Regions from separate parts of the Zea mays genome. Here region 1 is linked to region 2. The links are chromatin contacts, called in public Hi-C maps. All regions are on one chromosome and are shown on one strand. The core of a region is the stretch at or near the end of the contact, and the rest is flanking DNA. Distances in the headings are between cores, read along the strand shown. Region 1 overlaps LOC100284888. Region 2 holds the start of LOC109943145.

Evidence for each region. Hi-C and Micro-C count contacts between places; a contact is called where the count stands out from the background.
Region 1: a Hi-C map of ear shows a contact between it and region 2, with 1.9 times the contacts expected there. The contact joins the enhancer-like site here to the promoter of LOC109943145 in region 2. A contact is called at or near these places in 3 of 25 Hi-C or Micro-C datasets (ear and leaf).

The regions. Positions count from the first base shown.
Region 1 is chr10:83,743,852-83,747,174 of Zm-B73-REFERENCE-NAM-5.0, reverse strand. LOC100284888 reads left to right here. Exons shown (of 3, transcript NM_001157783.2): 3 at 1-796. The coding sequence ends at 537. Among protein-coding and RNA genes, the nearest start is that of LOC100284888, 4.0 kb to the left of the region's middle. Within about 2 kb of position 2,049, at least 18 of the 20 cell types and tissues checked have an H3K27ac peak or open chromatin away from gene starts, as enhancers often do. A contact at or near this core is called in ear and leaf, where this site is marked.
Region 2 is chr10:83,416,178-83,419,574 of Zm-B73-REFERENCE-NAM-5.0, reverse strand. LOC109943145 reads right to left here and starts at 2,102. Exons shown (of 2, transcript XM_020545999.2): 1 at 1,461-2,102; 2 at 1,026-1,287. The coding sequence starts at 1,799. The coding sequence ends at 1,240.

The sequences.
Region 1 (3,323 bases), core at 800-3,299, 330 kb before region 2:
GTGGTCTCTCCAGCTACTGTGGTACCTCCTGTGCCTGTGGAAGTGTCTGCTTCAGTTCCATCGCCAGTTCAGGTCCCAGTTCCAGTTTCAGCCCCAGTGATGACATCTCAGCCTATGGAACAGGACTCAGATACCACAAGTTCAATTGCTGGAGAGGCAGGAACGGTGATGCCAGGAGCCATGCCCCCCTATCTTTATCCAATGATGATTCCTCCTCCATACTACCATACTGCTTTTGTACCAATGCCCTGCTACGGTTATGTTCCTTTTTACTGTGAGCCACAAGGTGCTGCACAGGCTCCGCATGAGGTTGTCAAGCCAGTGGCTGTTCATTCAACGCCTCCACTGAATGCCAAAGACCTTTACAACATGTCTGAATTGAGCCTGAAGGGCGACTCGAATGCAAACGGTGGTGTGCCTGCTTCCCCCTTGCCTCCGAAGCCGATCGGTAGACCAGAGAGGCAATCTGCTTTCCATGGCAAAGGACCTACACCTACCGGTGGCTCGTCAGGTGGACTGATTCCTGCAGTCAAGTGAATTCGATTATGCTCCTAAACATGCCTTCATGTGTATGTAATACTAGAAATAGCCAAATCGTAATAGCCGCCTGTGCTGCTAAAATGGTGGTGTGTTTTCTAGCAAAATATCTATACTGCTCATTTTAGCCTTCACCAGTTTGGAAGTCATGATCCGAGGGTAAATATATTGTTAGCTTGTTGTTTTTGCAATAGTCTTCTTTTTTTCCCCATCAATTTGCCCCAATTTTCTTCATCAATCCTTAAAGTTATCAATTATTATTTGTTTTGCCTTCTGTTCTCATCAATTTGCTCCGGTTTTCATCTACCCCCAACATTATCAATCGTGTATCATTTCCTCGCTTTCTTTCTGCACATAATTTTGTTGAATTCTTTGTAGTTGGCACTTGTTACAATTAGTTACTAGTCAGTAGCTTTGTTCTTGAAAGAACTTACCATTGCACATGTTGTGTATCCCTTGATTTTCTAACACCTGAATGTACATATTGTTTCTTTTGCAATGGCTACTAGGAACCCAATCTTCCTTTACTAATCAGATGACAATACCATAGTGCAAAGCATAACAACGTCCCAATTAATCTACTATTGAGTGTAGACAATTTGTCTCGCTTTGCTGTACATTACACACAACTGCTACTTGATTTTGTGCTCCTGGTGTCTCCAATTCCCCAATTGTCTACAAAATTGGTAATGTAGTCCATGTGACCATTCCTCGCACCAACTCATCTTTCTTCTATGTCACTCGGGTTTATGAAACTGAGACGAATCGTGGTGCTGTGCCCCCTATATATATAATATAGAAGCAAGAGGATGTGGGGTTATATTTACACTGCTCCTTATTTCTATACCAACCGCATGTGGAGAGAGACATGAGCAGACATAAAAGGGAACAACTGATGCTCACACCGAGGGTGTTTGATTCAGCTTTCTGAACCGCCAAAAATATAAAATCTCAACCAAACTGGCGGTAGAATAAATTCCTGAAGCAGTTCTCGCATATCACAGCCAAGGTTCACCAAACCGGTTGATTAATCTGGCTTACAGATAATCGGTAATCATCGTCGATCGGTAACAGTGTTTGATTTAGCTTTCTGAAACGCCAAAAATGTAGAATCTCAACCAAACTGGTACAACGGTAGAACAAATTCTTGAAGCAGTTCTCGCATATCACAACCAAGGTTCACCAAACCGGTTGATTAATCCGGCTTACAGATAATCAATAATCATCGTTGATCGGTAACGCCGATTTACGAGTTTGAATTTTGGAGACTTCAAAATTTTTGAAAAAGAAATTGATGCCAATTTTCCTATAAATACTATGGATTATTTGATGACTTTCCACTAAAACCAAATTTGAAAACATGCAACTGGTTTCAAACTAAGAATCAAATAAGTTTTGGAAAAATAAAAAAAAAGAAAAACCACTATTTGGGTCGGTCTCTTATATGGCCCAATAACCCCACACACAACCCTAACTGCCGGCCAACTCTCTCACTCGCTTCCTCTCCTCCTCCCCTATCGAGTCTGCGTCGCGTCACTACTTATCCGATTCCTCAACGGCGTGTCTACTAGCCGGCCGATAAGGCAAACAAATCGACCGGTTCGTCTCCTGCTCAATCTAGACAGTAAGCCACCTCGTCCACGCGAAAAATCGTCCGATAAATCGACCATAGATCTTGGCTAGCAGTTAGTTGCAATAGTTGGACACTGCCGAGCCCAGCCACCGGTTTGAGCTGGCTAATCGGTTCCTTGCGCTGATTAGCCACCCGTTGAAGCCGATTAATCAGCCCCAGTACCTGACAAGCCGACGCTCGTGTCGTAGCCAGGGCTTGGGGATTTCCCCTTTACACTTTGAAATTTTATATATTAGCATTGGTAATTACTGCTACTTGCAATAACGACTAACAATACTTGCAATAATAGCTCATAGCTCATGTTATTGGTATTTTCAGGAATGTCGGATCAGATCAATCTGGTTTGGGAGCACGAGTACAATATATATCCTAGATTCAAGTTCAAGTGTTGTAATAAAAAGTGGAAGAGGCAATGCTACATGTTTTAAACAACACCTTGCATCGTGTGTGTAAGTGTGTTGAACACTAAAAGGGCCTGCTGGACGGTCCGCCCCTGGGCTGGACGGTCCGCCCCTGGGCTGGACGGTCCGCGGTGGTGCGGACGGTCCACGCGGTCAGAATTAGTTAGAGTTCCGAGTTTCTTGCGGGATTTGTTAGCGAGAACCGCAGATTTAGCTCAGAATATAGATTGTAACGGGTCCAGACCTCCCCTCTATATATACATAGAGGACTACGATCGATTAATCATCAACAATCGAATCAATAATCAGTTTATATCTCGTTTTTACCTTAGGCATTAGGAGCAGTTCTAGTTTAGCTCTAGATTAGCCTTTCCCCACCCTAAATTCTTCGCTTCGGCTCTACGTCGATTAGAGGTGTCTAGGGTGGCCTACCGACCCTAGACGAAGCATAGGATCTCTCTACCCCGACGGAGTCCCTCTTGGGAGCGAGATCTAGGCGTTGCCGGTGAACTCCGCCGCCCCTGGGCACACGCGGACCGTCCGACCCGTCAGGCAGGGAACCCGAGCCCTGTGCCAGGTCGTGGACCGTCCGGCCCCTGGCCGCGGACCGTCCACGCCTGTGTAGAGAGCACCGCAGCCGGTTCTCAACGCAGTGATTAGCGCTCGAATCGACGCGAACACACTTTTTTTGCGACTTCGCTGAGGACAACACATATAGACCTATCAGATCAGCCCTTAATGGTCAATTCAAG
Region 2 (3,397 bases), core at 853-3,352:
ACCTTGGGCTCGGACCGACCGCGCCACAGGGGATACATCATTACCCTACCCCTAAGCTAGCTCAGGCTACAAGGGAACAAGACCGGCGTCCCATCTGGCTCGCCCCGGTAAACGGGTGATGATGGTTCCCCGCGTGCGCCCATGACATCGGTGGTTCTCCGCCCCCTACGGAAGCAAGGAGACGTCAGCAGGATCCCAGCCGCACCGCCAGCTGTGCTTCTACAAGGCTCAGGCGCTCCTCCGACGGCCACGTTATCTCGTACACAAGGCTCAAGCACTTCTCCGACAGCCACATTGGCATGTACACAGGGCTAAGGCACTCCTCTGCCGGACATGTTAGCGCATAGCTACACCCCCTATTGTACATCTGGACCCTCTCCTTGCATCTATAAAAGGGAGGTCCAGGGCCTTTCTGAAGGGGGTCGCGCGGAGGGACGAGCAAACGAACAGGCTCACTCTCTCTCCCTCGCGAACGCTTGTAACCCCTACTACGAGCACCCCCCGGCGCGAGATAATACATTTTCCCCTTCTGTTCCATCTTGCGCCAACCCATCTAGACAGGGGCACGCGGCGATAAATTCACTGGTCGGCCCGGTCGAGGGTCCCCCGGGGTCCGAGACGCCGGCACCTTTAATGTTTTTTCTATTGAATAGGATGAGTGTTAGGAAAACAAAAACACACTGCAAGGGGGTTTCTTAGTCCATGGTGCACGTTCCCTTTTCTAAAGGAGTTCTTCTAGCTAGAGCAGACATGAGGCGTTGTTGCTGAGACACGCCCGGCTAGAACTGCGTGATACACCTATCAACTTTGGCTTCTTAAGTGTGTATCCAATATCGACCTTTGCCCATTGATGCTTGAATGCCATTGTTGGAAACTGAGTCCAATATCGACCTTAGCTCTAAATCTGCTCCTGTATTTCTTCATAGCCTGGAAATGATAGTCAGTTGTGATTGAATGATGTGTTAATGCAGATTTGACTGCATTTACGTCAGGATAGATCACACCTTCATCAACACACATGGGTGATCAACATCATAACAAAATGTAGGTTCAATGTCCTCGTCATCATCAAGGCTTATTACATCATCACCATCATAGTTAGACTCATCCATTTTAGAGTTAATGTCAGAAGCAGCAGCATCTGAGTCATAACTGCTATCACTAGCCACCTCAAGTGACTCAGCAGGTTGAACGCTAGCACTACGTTGAGAGGCTGTATCAAGTTGTTGAAAGCATGCACTACGATGAGGCTCTAAAGTTAATAGGTTGCAGGGAGTGCGCTGTTACCTACACAACACAAGGTTAATACCTAATGAGCATATGAACAAATCCAAATCCAAATCCAAATGTATAGGACCAGATCCACCTAGAAGGCATGTTAAGGATGCATCAAATCGACATATACAACATGTTAAAGTACACGACAAATTGACCAAAGTAGCACTCTGCAATGTCAATACCTGCTGCTCTCCATGGCGTTGCCCGGCACTCCGCAATGTCAGCTCAGGGACCACTCGCTGCCACTGCCACACGCCTTGGATCTGCTCGTCGCCTTGGAGCCGTTGGCCACCCGCGTGGACAAGGTTGTCGCGTGGAGCAGGTTGCCACCGCCCGTGGAGCCCTGCTGCGTCGCGCTCAAGGTCATTGCCTCTTGCCGACCTGCCCACGTTGGAACCAGCAGCGACCGCCTCCTGCCCGCGCTGTACCACCAGCAGCCGTCCGCGCAGGATCCCGGCTGCCCACGCGATCCTGCCCGCGCTGGAACCAGCAGCCGCCCGCGCGCGAGCATGGCTGCCCATGCAGCATCTCGAGTCGCCGCCGCCTCGTGCTCAAGGTCGCCCCACCGCGCAGCCTCTCCGCTAGCCCGACGCCGCCAGGGAGCCATCCCAAGGTATGGTTGGGAAGTAAAGGGCATGTTTGTCTCTACAGTAATTATTTCTTTTGTTATTTCGAAAATTGCAACGGAACGTAACAGAAGGGCAGACGGAGAACTCTGTTAGGGGCAAACGTGTAAACGGCGAAACCACAAGGGCAAATAGACATTTGGAACCCAGAACAGGGGCAATGGCACCAATTACCCAAATTAAAATTACATAATCCATAAATAAAATCTAATTTATAAACAAAAGTATAGTTTTTTTTTTGAATTTTAAATATCTGTAGACTTCAAATAGTTAATAAAAACAGCTAGCTAATGTGGCGCACGGGTAGACCAATCAGAACATAACATATCACTAAAAATTGTCATTACTGACTAGTGTTACCAACCGAGTTAGCTTGGTACCGACCAGTTTCTCTAATGCAGTGGTCGATATCGATTGGTTTGTTTTTAACATGATCGATATCGATCGAGCCGACCGATCAGTAGACCCATTAATAGACTCGCTAAACTGGCCCTTACTGAAACCGGATCGATTGGTAGCGACCGGCCCTCTACAGCCCGTGCCATCTCCATTGGATCCAGCCTAATCTTAAGTGGGTAGTGGTACAAATGTGGTAGCAGTGTACTCTTGTGTAGCTTTATCTCGATTCCTGACGTCTCTAATTCCAAGGAGTTCTTGTGTCTGCCGAAGTATATGACGTGGCCCATTCCTATTCTATTATTTCTTCTCTTCTCCTCTCCTCAAACAGGTTCCATCTGTTATGAGTACACAACGGAGACATGAACGAGCAAGCTTGTCATGTTCTGTTCAAGTATATATCAGGACGTGATACGTATTTATTTTTCCATGGCAGCCCTTCATAATGGTTTCACCTACTCCTCAAGAGAAACAACAGGGAGGGTAGCAAATAATCCTACCATGATTTCATCGTACACATTGGTTAATTAATTACTGTGTATCATCCCACATGATGAAGCCATCCTCTGTGCTGATGAGTGCCATATCAAAAACCCATCAAGCCCACACGATGTGCTCCAGCCATTATTATGCGGAGCGCTGGCACAAGCGTGAAACCATGCATTTTTTTCTATTTCTTTTGTGAAACATGCGTGTTGTGTGTGCGAACTTAAGATCTCAAGCCTCGCACAAGCTTGCGTTAACATTTGCTCTAGTATTAACAACTTTAGCGAATCTATCTCGCCCCCTAAACAATTTTAAATGAAAATCGTCTAAACTGCAAAGTTGTAGATGTAGTCTAGCATTATAACATTTGTTTAAGGTGTCCCTCCATCCAAGGTTGTTTGCGAAGTCTTAAAAATAATTTTTTAAAAAAAATCATAAACTTTCATAATTTTAATATTTTTGTTGGGGAGAAGTCTTTGCCAAAGGTCCTCAAGTAGCAGATCCCAGTGTCTTGAGTCTGTTTCAGGAACCAAATGGTACAAGCTTTGGTCGTCTGCTTCGGCAAGTTTGGCGAAGAAGTAAGATTTCAGCAGCACGAATGAAGAGAAGCT